2 separate regions of the Rattus norvegicus genome follow, and region 2 is linked to region 1. The links are chromatin contacts, called in public Hi-C maps. All regions are on one chromosome and are shown on one strand. The core of a region is the stretch at or near the end of the contact, and the rest is flanking DNA. Distances in the headings are between cores, read along the strand shown.

Evidence for each region. A called contact is a pair of places that touch in the nucleus more often than the background predicts.
Region 2: a contact with region 1 is called in a Hi-C map of mammary epithelial cells, with 2.3 times the contacts expected there. The contact joins the promoter of Cirbp here to the promoter of Adamtsl5 in region 1. A contact is called at or near these places in 4 of 12 Hi-C or Micro-C datasets (hepatocytes, liver, mammary epithelial cells and 1 more).

Annotation. Positions count from the first base shown.
Region 1 is chr7:10,011,974-10,017,160 of GRCr8, reverse strand. Adamtsl5 (ADAMTS-like 5) reads right to left here and starts at 3,206. Exons shown (of 15, transcript NM_001400961.1): 1 at 3,150-3,206; 2 at 2,371-2,439; 3 at 2,126-2,228; 4 at 1,408-1,519; 5 at 882-1,075; 6 at 691-782; 7 at 405-465; 8 at 190-298. The coding sequence starts at 1,013.
Region 2 is chr7:10,186,360-10,191,546 of GRCr8, reverse strand. It overlaps Cirbp (cold inducible RNA binding protein), which reads left to right and starts at 2,072. Exons shown (of 7, transcript NM_031147.3): 1 at 2,072-2,147; 2 at 3,921-4,112; 3 at 4,200-4,306; 4 at 4,386-4,524; 5 at 4,609-4,690; 6 at 4,876-4,946; 7 at 5,148-5,187. The coding sequence starts at 4,010. The coding sequence ends at 5,164.

The DNA of each region.
Region 1 (5,187 bases), core at 1,957-4,456:
GCCTCTGGATAGAAGTCTATGTCAGTCCTCAGCCTGGAGTTGACCCTATGCAAAAGGGACCGTGTCCTTCCTTCACCAACTCCTACATATACTTTAAAACCCCATTCCAATGCCCACCTCTCAGAGTATTTCTTAACTCCTCTCAAGATTCTCATTTTCCTTTTAACCCCAGGAGATCAGGTTACTCACCCCCGTGGAAGGGCACCCATTGATAGGTTTTCTGGGTGCCCAGGACGGGGTGGCCATTGTAGAGAGAACACTGCAGGTCTCGGAATGGTATGGCCCCTGGGGGGCAGTCCTGGGTGAGCATAAAGGTGGATGGGTAAAACTGGGCAAACCAACAAGGGGTATTTGGAGTGGGCAAAACCAAGTAAGAGGGATTCAGGGCAGATTCGAGGGCCTACCGGCAGCTGGCACACCCGGTATTCATGACTGTCCCCCCAGCAAAGTTCCTCCTCAGGAAGTCTGCAAAAACCAGGGTGGTCTGAGTGTAACAGGAACCACCCCAGCCCACCCCCGCCACCGCACCCTCTTGGGGACCCCTTTCCATCACCTGCCAGGACACCCTCCGCCCCCATCAGCCCCACCCGCATTCCAGCTGGCTCTGTAAGATTAAAGGGCACGCTGCGTGCGTGGGCAGGCAGAGGGCGCGGCCCGGTGTGTGGCAGAGGGGAGGGGCTCCCGGTTTACCGGACGCAGTGGCGTCTGCGCACTGAGACGCCCCGACCACACGAGCTGGAACACCGGCTCCAAGACCCCCAGAGCGTCCACTCTCCCGGACCCTACTTGATGGCAGAAAGGAGGGTCAGCCAAGAGGAGAGTTGCGGTCTCCCACCTCATGCACATTCCCATGTGCTTCTTGGGCTCCTTCACTCCCTTACCTGAGCAGCACCCCTCAAATCACAGCTCAGGAGAATCCACAGCAAGAACAGAAGAGGCGGGAAGAGGCGGGGTCTGAGGGAGCACTGGGTTCCCAAGAGGCAGTGATCAGCAGAATCGGAGTGAACTGCCATCTCAGCCCTGGCTGACTGTGTGGTCTTCGATGGTAGCCAAACCTCTCTGGGTCCTCTTGTCTCTAAAAAGAAATGAGGTAAAATGAGGTAACAGCAGTCTCGCCCCATCTCCGGAAAGCCTTGAGAGGGTTAAAGCTCAGGTCAGGTACATGGTGTGGGACTAGGGACTTTATGTGTTGTAAACGGTACACTTGTGAGACAGATACAGGCAGATCTGAGTTCGAGGACAGCCTGGTCTATAGAGTGAACTCCAGGACAGCCAGGGTTACACAGAGAAACCCTGTCTTGAAAACAGCATACACACACACGCACACTTACACACACGCACACTTACACGCGCACACACACATACTTACACACATACTTACACACACACACACTTATGTACACTCACGTGCGCGTAGGGCAGCGCGACAAGATGCCAGGTGCACTGACTCCCTTTGAGCTAAGCTGAGTTCCAGTTGCTCACAACACGGCATGGGTGCTTGGAACCAGTCGTGGGTTCTCTTAAAGAGCAAGGTGACATCTTGAACCCAGAGATCTCTCCAGCTCCTCCTGTGTTTACTCGAGATTTGAGACACTTTCTCACTGTGTAGCCCAGGCTGTCCCAAAACTCCCTATGTACCCCAGGCTGGTCGGTCGCTAATTCACAGAGACCCACCTGCCTCTGCTCCACAGGCCTGTGTTTTTTTTTTAATTATTATTAATTTTTTTGAGACAAGGTCTTGTAGCCCAGACTGATCTGAAACTTCCTTGGTAGCTAAGGACGACCTTGAACTCATGACCTTCCTGCCTCCCCTACTAGTTGCAGGACAATAGGCACTGGGCATTTGCTCTAGGACAGGCAGGCATCTTCTGCTTTTCTTTTGAGATGGGGGTCTTGATCTGTAGCTCAGGCTAGGCTCAACCTCTGAAAAAATCCTCCTGCCTCAGCCACCTGTGACAAGACTCTCTCAGACCTGCCTGGACTGCCACACACCCATCTTAATCTGGTATTATAGATACTGTGCTCTTTCATGATGTACACAGTAGGTGCCTAATGCCAGCCATTGAAGGAGTCCTTGAAGGGTACTGTTTAGTTGGCTACAAGTTTATTCGCCCCTCTCATTTACCTTCCTGGGTGGCCAGGAACCGACCATTCCGTTTTTCCAGGCCTCAGGTTCCTCATCTGTGCAGTGAAAACTCGCGGAACTCGGTCCGTGAGTCTCCGAGACCCTGTAGAGGGGCAACCAGTGGAGGCTCATTCAGAAATTCGGGGTAGAATGGGTGTCTCCCTCCCAGCATCTGGAGACTGCTTGTACTCCCAGATACCCCATAACCTAAGGGAATCCCCGTGGCAGGCGCGGGGAAGGCTGACCTGGCCTCCTGCCAACATGTGCGTCATGGTCTCATCAGCCAGGAGTGCGGGCTGCGGTGCCCAGAGGGTCTGCAGAGAAGAGAGGCGGGTGGGGCTGAGTGGAGGCCTCAGTTTCCCCAACTGCAGAGACCCGATGAAGTCATTCTCAGCCCACGCCCTCCTCGTGATCCCGGCTTGGCCAGGAGGGAAGGGAACCAAGATGAAGTGAGTCCCTTCTGGGCCCCGGTCCAGGCTCTCTGAAGGGCACACGGGCTCTCAAAGTTTTGCAGCCCACAGGGTCCAGGTACCCGAGGAAGGGGTAAGGAAGGCCAAGGTCTCCTAGCCCGGCTGGAACCAGGGTCTCCCGGGTTGTCCGCCAATCTGATGCCCTTTAGGGCACCTTGGGACCGAGGTGGCTGTACAAGTTGGAAACCCACGGGAGCTGCTTCAAGACGCGCGCCGGACCCTTCCCTCTGCGGACCAAGAGACCGGGCTGCCCCAGGAAGGAAGAAGGAGGCTGGGGACCGGCCATCCCATAACCCCCTTCGTGGGGGGCGGGGGCTCCTACCCACGTCGGTCAATGCCCTCTCCGGAACACTGCATCCCTGCCTGTCCGGCATTGGCGTACCAGCCACTGGGGTGCCAGTCTCCTGAGTTTCAGTCCCATCCCGGAGGAAGTGCGACCCCCAAAACTCACAACCATCCTAGGGATCGCTGCTTTCGCTCCAAGGAGAGAAAGAAACCAATCTCATCGTCGCCACACCAGGTGGAATAGCGGCAGGATACGAGGAGGGACTTACCAGTTGCTCAGAGCCCAAGGCAATGCGTCCAAGCTTCCCTGGGTCGCCCCAGGGACTGGCGGAAGCGGCGGGGCCCCAAAGTGCGGGACTGCGAACTTCGTCGATCCCTCCCACCCGGGCCTCCCAGGCGCGCCCAGGCTGGGGTCACTAAGGGCGCAGGCTAGGGGCGCCCTCATGCGGCGGGAGAGAGTGCACGCGTTGGGCCAGGAGCTGCGGCAGGGGGCTGATCCACTGCGCCTGACAGCGCAGCGGCCCGGCGTTGGTCTTCGTATCCTGGGTGCCAGTGACCTTGGGAAGTCCAGCTGCGGGGCGGTGCGCGGGGGTGACTGGACTGCTATTCCGGGCGGCGCGCTCAGGGCCAGGGAATGTGCCTAGCGCTGGGGCTTGGGGTGGGATAGTACATGCCGGGGCGCCCTCCCACCCTCAGTATCCCGTCCTGCTCCGCATCACCCCACAACCAGATTTCCTACCCTCGTCCTCATCACCCGCTCAGACCAGGCTCCTCTCTCTGTCCCAACAACCCCAGGGACACCAACCCAGGTCTCCATCATCCCTACAACCGGGACTTCCCACCCTGTTCCCGTTACCCTCAATCGGACTCTCCACTCTGGTCCGCATCATTCCCCAATTAGACCTCCCTGCCTTGGTTCGCATCTTCCCTCCACAGTCAGCCTCCTCACGAGTCCCCGGCATCCCCTCACGAGGCCCCGCGCGCCCGCTGGGGGCGGAGGGACCCTCCCGGCCGCACATTCCCAGGCGCTGCCGTCACCAATGCCCCACCCGATCCCGCCCTGTAGGCCTAGGCGTCGATGCAGCTTCCCTCTCCTGGCTTTGGCCTCAAGCCCTCCGCCTCAGTTTCTCCATTCCCGGTGCCCTGCCAGTTTCCTGTGGACGACCCGTCCCATTGCCTTCGTGGCGCCCCCTAGCAGCCAGGCAGAAGGCCGCGGTGCTGTGTGGGCCATGCTGTTCCTGGGAGCTGAACTCGCCTCCTCTAGGAAGCCCACCTGGCTGACCCTTGGTACAGAACACTGTCCTCACAGGACACAGTGCCTGCTGTCTGCACTCCCTGAAAAGCAGACTGCCTGCAGCGTTTACACCATGTAGGGGACAGTGTCTGCCGTATACAGTTGCCTCAGGTTAGCCTGCTGGACAGGGCTCAGCACGGAACAGCCATTGGAAACATCTCAGAGTCTAACAACTCCGATGACATTATGCAAGCCACTGTGTGCACATAGCTATGGGGTACAGCAGCCAAACCCAGTTCTGGGAGGTGGCCACTCTGGGCCATGACTTCAATTTCCGATACCCATCATCCTATTGAAGAGAAGGTGTTAAGGGGTATCAGGATAACTCCCATGGGATAGTAACTCCCAACGGGGCCAGGGAGAAGGGTTGCTTAGCCAAGGTCAGCACGAAAATGAGGGACAATGCCGGTGTCCTGCTGTGAAAGGAAGGGACCTCAGCAAAGCAAAGATGAGGACAGTGTTGAGGGAGAAGCCATGTAGCAGGTCTTCTGTTTTGGTATACAGCAGGCATACACTCTGCATGGATCATATACAGCAGACATGCATTTACAGGAGAAAATATGCAATAGATGCTATACTCCCCAGGAGAGCATAAAGTAGGCACTGAAGCGGAGTATACATGAAACACCCTGCCCTTCATGATGCGTGTATACAGAAGACACTATGTCTGGGAGAGTGCGCATACAGCCAGCGCCGAGCCTGGCATGGTGCATATATACAATAGGCCCTCTCCCTTGCAGGGATAATATAGAGCAGGCACTGTGCTGCACCTCCCTGCAGTTCCGACTCAGTCCAGCAGAGGGTGCACCAGGGCTCGAGAACTCCTCTAAGTTTGCTGTTAACCTGCTCTGGACAGTGCAGCCTGCTGGGCATGGCTCTGGTCAACACCCACTCTCAGCCGGGTCCCAATCTCGGAGCTCCTTCTAGGTAGGACACATTCGCCTCTGCCAAGATGAGATTGGGGCAGGGGACAGGGCTTTGTGGGGCTCTAGGTTATCTGTAAGGCCAGGGCC
Region 2 (5,187 bases), core at 823-3,322, 180 kb before region 1:
TGACTAGTAGTAAGCTTAGTAAGTGGGTGCTGGCTGAATGAATGAATGAATGAATGGAAGACTGAATACGGCAGTTCCCAAAACCAGGAACTGGAAGGTGTCAGAATGCGAACCAGGCTAGGGGCCCAGCGTGATCCTAGGAGATCGGATTACAGGGTCCAGTTTCCCCTCCTGAGAGCACATAGTAGGGTTGTTGCTTCAGGCTCTGCTGGTTTGTGGTCCAGCAGTCCCTGCAAGGCATAATCCCCTCCCCTCCTGGATTGCGCACATTGAGGGAGGGAAGGCATCTTGGTCCCTCAGCTCTTTTTAATAACCTCCTTGCGTGAGTGGCTGACGCAGCAGGCTGCTCTGACGGGGATAGGAGGGCTGCGTGCAGAGAATGAGGTGCAGAGGGGGTGGCCATGAGTCACCAGCTGCTGTCTGGGGGGAGGGGAGCATTGAGTCCCTGAGGGGGACTGGTATTCTTCTCCTGGTGACAGCTGGGTCACCTCGACCAACTTCATCTGAGGGTCAGTGAGTCTGGGGCTTGGAGCAGGGTTGGGATGTCTCAGTCCTCAATATCACCAAACTGTACTCTCTCCAAGGGGCAGTGCAGAAGTGTGGCTTTCCTATCCCTGACATCTAGGGACATGTCTGCACTGGCTGGTTCCTCAGGCAGTACAGTGAGCAGAAGGCGAACTGCCTTCCATAGGGGTTAGGATTCTTACAAAGGAGACTCCGGTCTCATGATTCTCAAAACCACAAGGGAGGGAGATGGAAGTGTGGCCTGGAGTCCAAGTTCTCTTAGCCCAGATACTTGGGAAGTGAGTGAGGCTACAGAGTTCAAGGATACATGGCAAAATTTAAGTTGCCTCAAAGGACAAAAATGACCTAGTGATAAAGAGCACTGGTTGCTTTTGCAGAGGACCTGGGTTCAATTCACAGCATCCACACAGGTTCACAGCTCTATGTAACTGCATCCAGAGGATCCAGCACTCAGGTTGTCAGCACAAGATAGGCACGTGGTGGATAGACAGACATTCAGCCAAAACACACATCCGTGTGTGTGTGTGTGTGTGTGCGTGCGCGCTCTTTAATAGGCTAAGGAGGTAGCTTGGTTTAGTCCTTGCTTAGAATCTCGAGGTGAGGGGCTGGAGGCATGACTCAGGAATAGAAACCCTTCCATGGCATGCTTGAGACCCTAGATTCTCTCCTAGAACACGTAGAAGATGCAGGTACAGGTAGAAAAGAGCAGTTCCAGCTGTATAATGTAATGTACACCTGGCTGGGGATGGGCAGAAATCAGGGTTCAAATGATAGTTATAGAGCAGGTGGAGATTTGTAGGCAAATTGAGTTGGGTGCAAGAGAGATGTTTCGGCAAATCTGGAGAAGGGAATATTGACACTGTGGTTAATACTGGGATGGAAATGTTAGGACTGATCTTATGGAATGCCCTTAGGGTTCAGAGGACTGTGTATTGGGAGGTTCTTTTGGACTAGGGTAATTCGATGGTTTTGGTTCATGGGCAAGAATGGAGAAGAGGGAAGAGCAAGATGACTCAGTGGCTAATCCTGAGTATGATTCTTAGGACCTACACGATGGAAGGAGAGACTCCAGAAAATTGTCTTCTGGCTTCACAAACGTGCCTCAGCTAAATAAGTGTAATAAAATATTAAAAGGAAAAAAAAGATCGGAGAGTGTTAAGTCGATGAGTCAAGGTTAAAACCATATTTGGGAGTCCCATTGAGGTAGCAAAAACTCTTTAAAAGCGGTGTCTTGAAGCTCTTTGTTCCCCGCGGCAGGACAAAACGGGCCTGGAACGCGGAAGTGGGTCAGCTCCACCCCCAAACGCTCTGTCCCCGCCCCTTGGTCGCTAGCGGGCGGGAGAATGCGGCCTGAACACATTCCAGCCAATCAAAACACTCAGCGCCTCCGCGCGGGCAATGGCGAAGCCAACGGAGTCCCGCCCCTGCACCCAGGCACAGCTGCCGAATCTGAGGCGTCCGATTGGTCAGCGCGGCATGCTGGGCGGGCTCAGAGGCGTGGCTCCAGGGGTGGAGTATATCAGGCGGGACTCAGGCGCTCCCCCTCGCACTCGCGCGTTAGGAAGCTTGGGTGTGTGACGCGCTGTCTTCCCGCCCGCGTCAGGGACCTGCCCGACTCAGCGGTGAGGGCCCTGGCGGCACCGGCTCTGAGGGGCCCGGGGCGGCGGGCGGCCTGTGACTCTCGGGCGAGGCGGAGCCGCAGCGGCACGCCCCTGGGACTTGGGGGCGGGCCCGGGTTGGAGTCCGCCCCGCCGGCGGCGAGGCGGGCAGCGGGACACCGGGGCCTCACTGTTCTCCGAGGGCGTCCTACACCGCGCGTCACCCCTTGCCCGATGCCGACTTTAGTGGTGGGCTTTCTTTTTCTTTTTCTTTTTCTTTTTTTTTTTTTTGTAAAATGGCCGCCGCAATGCTTTGAAAAGCTGCGCCAGCGAAATGGCGGGACTGCCGAGTGCCCGGATGGAATGGCGCAGGGTGCGCGCTTGACGCATGCGCTGCTCCGGGGGCGGGGCGCGCCTACCTCCAAAGTCCGGTTATCCGCATATGTGGAGTTGCATATGTGGAGCTGTGTCGCTTGCGACCAGTTGTCTCTACCTCGGTTTTCTCTTCCCTTGTGGTTCCACGTGGGGAAAAAAACACATGTAGTTTAAAATGTTGCCCTTTTGTGTCCAAAGTTTGTTGCCCCCAGGTAGACTAGTTCAGCAGTAGCATAGTGGACTTCTTTTCCAAGTGTTTGGGTCCTGATTGTCCCTAGCCAATGATTTTGTTTATATGCCACGCCCCTTTCGGTAGTCACGCCTCTCGGACCAACCTCCTCCCTCCTTTGAGTCCACCGCGTAAAAACATTTCTGCAGTCCCTGGTTAAGTGAGCTGTGCATCCCACAACTGTCACACCTCCTGACAGTACCCTATAACCGTATTTCAGTAGTGAAGCTTCTCTGGCCCAACAACTCTGCTAGTGAGGGTAGTCGTCTCTGTCCACAACCACACACACTTTCAAAGTGAAGAAACTTCTAGCATGCCATTCTGGTTGGGTTATCCTAACCTTGGGGTTCTCTGGCTAGGTGTAAAGGGCCACTGCAGGAAAGGGACTAAAGTATCAAGCCCTAGAACCATTTAAGGTTAGCCTCAGCTATATGACAGTTTTCCGTGTGGATTTGGGATCTTAAAGGCAGAAGAGAGTTCTCTCTGTTTTTAGACAGCGTGTATCTCAGGAGGGTATTGGACTTGCTGTACAGTTGCATTTGGTTTTGGATTCTGTTCTTTGCCTCCACATCCCAGAGGCTAGGGGAGCAGGGTGTTTGTTTTGAAATAGTCTCTCATATTGCTCCACAGTGACTTGAATGGCTGGATGAGGGGGTATGAAACCCCACTTGAGGCTGAGATTTCCCAATAAAGTCATGGGTCACACACACCCCCACCCCATCCCCGACAGGATTCCTCTGTAGCCCTAGCTATCCTGGACTCTTTGCAGACCAGGCTGATCTCAAACTCACAGAGCTTTACCTGCCTCTGTCTCCCAAGTGGTGGGATCAAAGGCATATGCCATCATGCCCAGCTCAGGGTCACTGTTCCAGATCTATAAGTAGGTAAGGGAGGGGAAGAGGCAGGAAACTCCTTAAAGCTTTCAGTGACTTGCCTCATCCTAGCACTTATGCCTATGCAGGGCGTTCCAAGGCCATCCTGGATTATAAAGGGAGACCCTGTCTCACAATGTTTTTAAAGGCAAGAGTGGGGGTGGCTCAGTGGTTGAGAGCACTAGCTGCCTGCCAGAGGACCCAGGTTCAATTCCCAGCACCCACATGACAGCTCATAACTAACCCCCAAGAGCTGACACTCACACAGACATACATGAAGACAAAACACTGCTGCACATAAAATACATTACTCTTTTTTAGAAAGGCTAAGAATACGCTATCTGGCTTCAGTTTCTGGAGGGGTGGTGGTTAAGGCCAAGCAAGCATCTGTAGTGTGTGCACAGGCTGCCATGGCATCAGATGAAGGCAAGCTTTTCGTGGGAGGTCTCAGCTTCGACACCAATGAGCAGGCGCTGGAGCAGGTCTTCTCCAAGTATGGGCAGATCTCGGAAGGTGAGGCTTGGGTCGGGAGCACTGGTTCTGCTTCGGGGAAAGGGAGGGAGTGGCAGACAGGGCAGGTCTAATGCCTCTCTCCTGCAGTGGTGGTGGTAAAGGACAGGGAGACTCAACGATCCCGAGGCTTCGGGTTTGTCACCTTTGAAAATATCGATGACGCTAAGGATGCCATGATGGCTATGAATGGGAAGGTGAGGATCAGGTCAGCCAATTTAGCTTGCATAGGCCTGGTATGGAATGGGGCACAGTGACCTTCCCTTTGTTCTGCAGTCTGTGGATGGGAGGCAGATCCGAGTTGACCAGGCTGGCAAGTCTTCTGATAACCGGTCCCGAGGATACCGGGGTGGCTCTGCTGGAGGCCGTGGCTTCTTCCGTGGGGGACGCAGCCGGGGCCGAGGGTTCTCCAGAGGTGAGTGCTGGAATACCTTGGGCAGCTGGTGTGGGAATGCAGCAGGGTTAGGGACTCCCGGACTGGTCTCTATGTCATCTACAGGAGGAGGAGACCGGGGCTATGGAGGTGGCCGCTTTGAGTCCCGGAGTGGTGGTTATGGAGGCTCCAGAGACTACTATGCCAGGTGAGCCAGATGGGAGGCTCAGCCTTGGTGGTGGCAGCTGGGCCTAAGCTGTGAGCGGAGGGAGGGGCGCACCAGGCGGAGGGCAGAGTAATGTAGGTGGTTTGGTATTGTTCTCTGCTGAGCACCCACTCTTGCCAACTACACCTGGTATGAGGCTGAGCCCGGGTGTCTGTGTCCTTCCACAGCCGGAGTCAGGGTGGCAGCTATGGCTATCGGAGCTCCGGTGGGTCCTACAGAGACAGCTACGACAGCTATGGTAAGTCTGGCTCCAAGGGCGCCACCTGAGTGGCTGTGGTTGGGCTCGGTGAACCCTTGTGTCCTCAGAGCATCTCAGGGCACAGCTACCAGGCCTGCCGCACAGGACAGGGCGCCAGGTGCATGAAACCCTGTGCCGTCTCCCACGCGCGGGTGGAGCACAAGCTCCAGTGACTTTATACTGTCCCGCTTCTGTCCTCAGCTACACACAACGAGTAAAAGCCCTCTGCGTCCAGATCGTC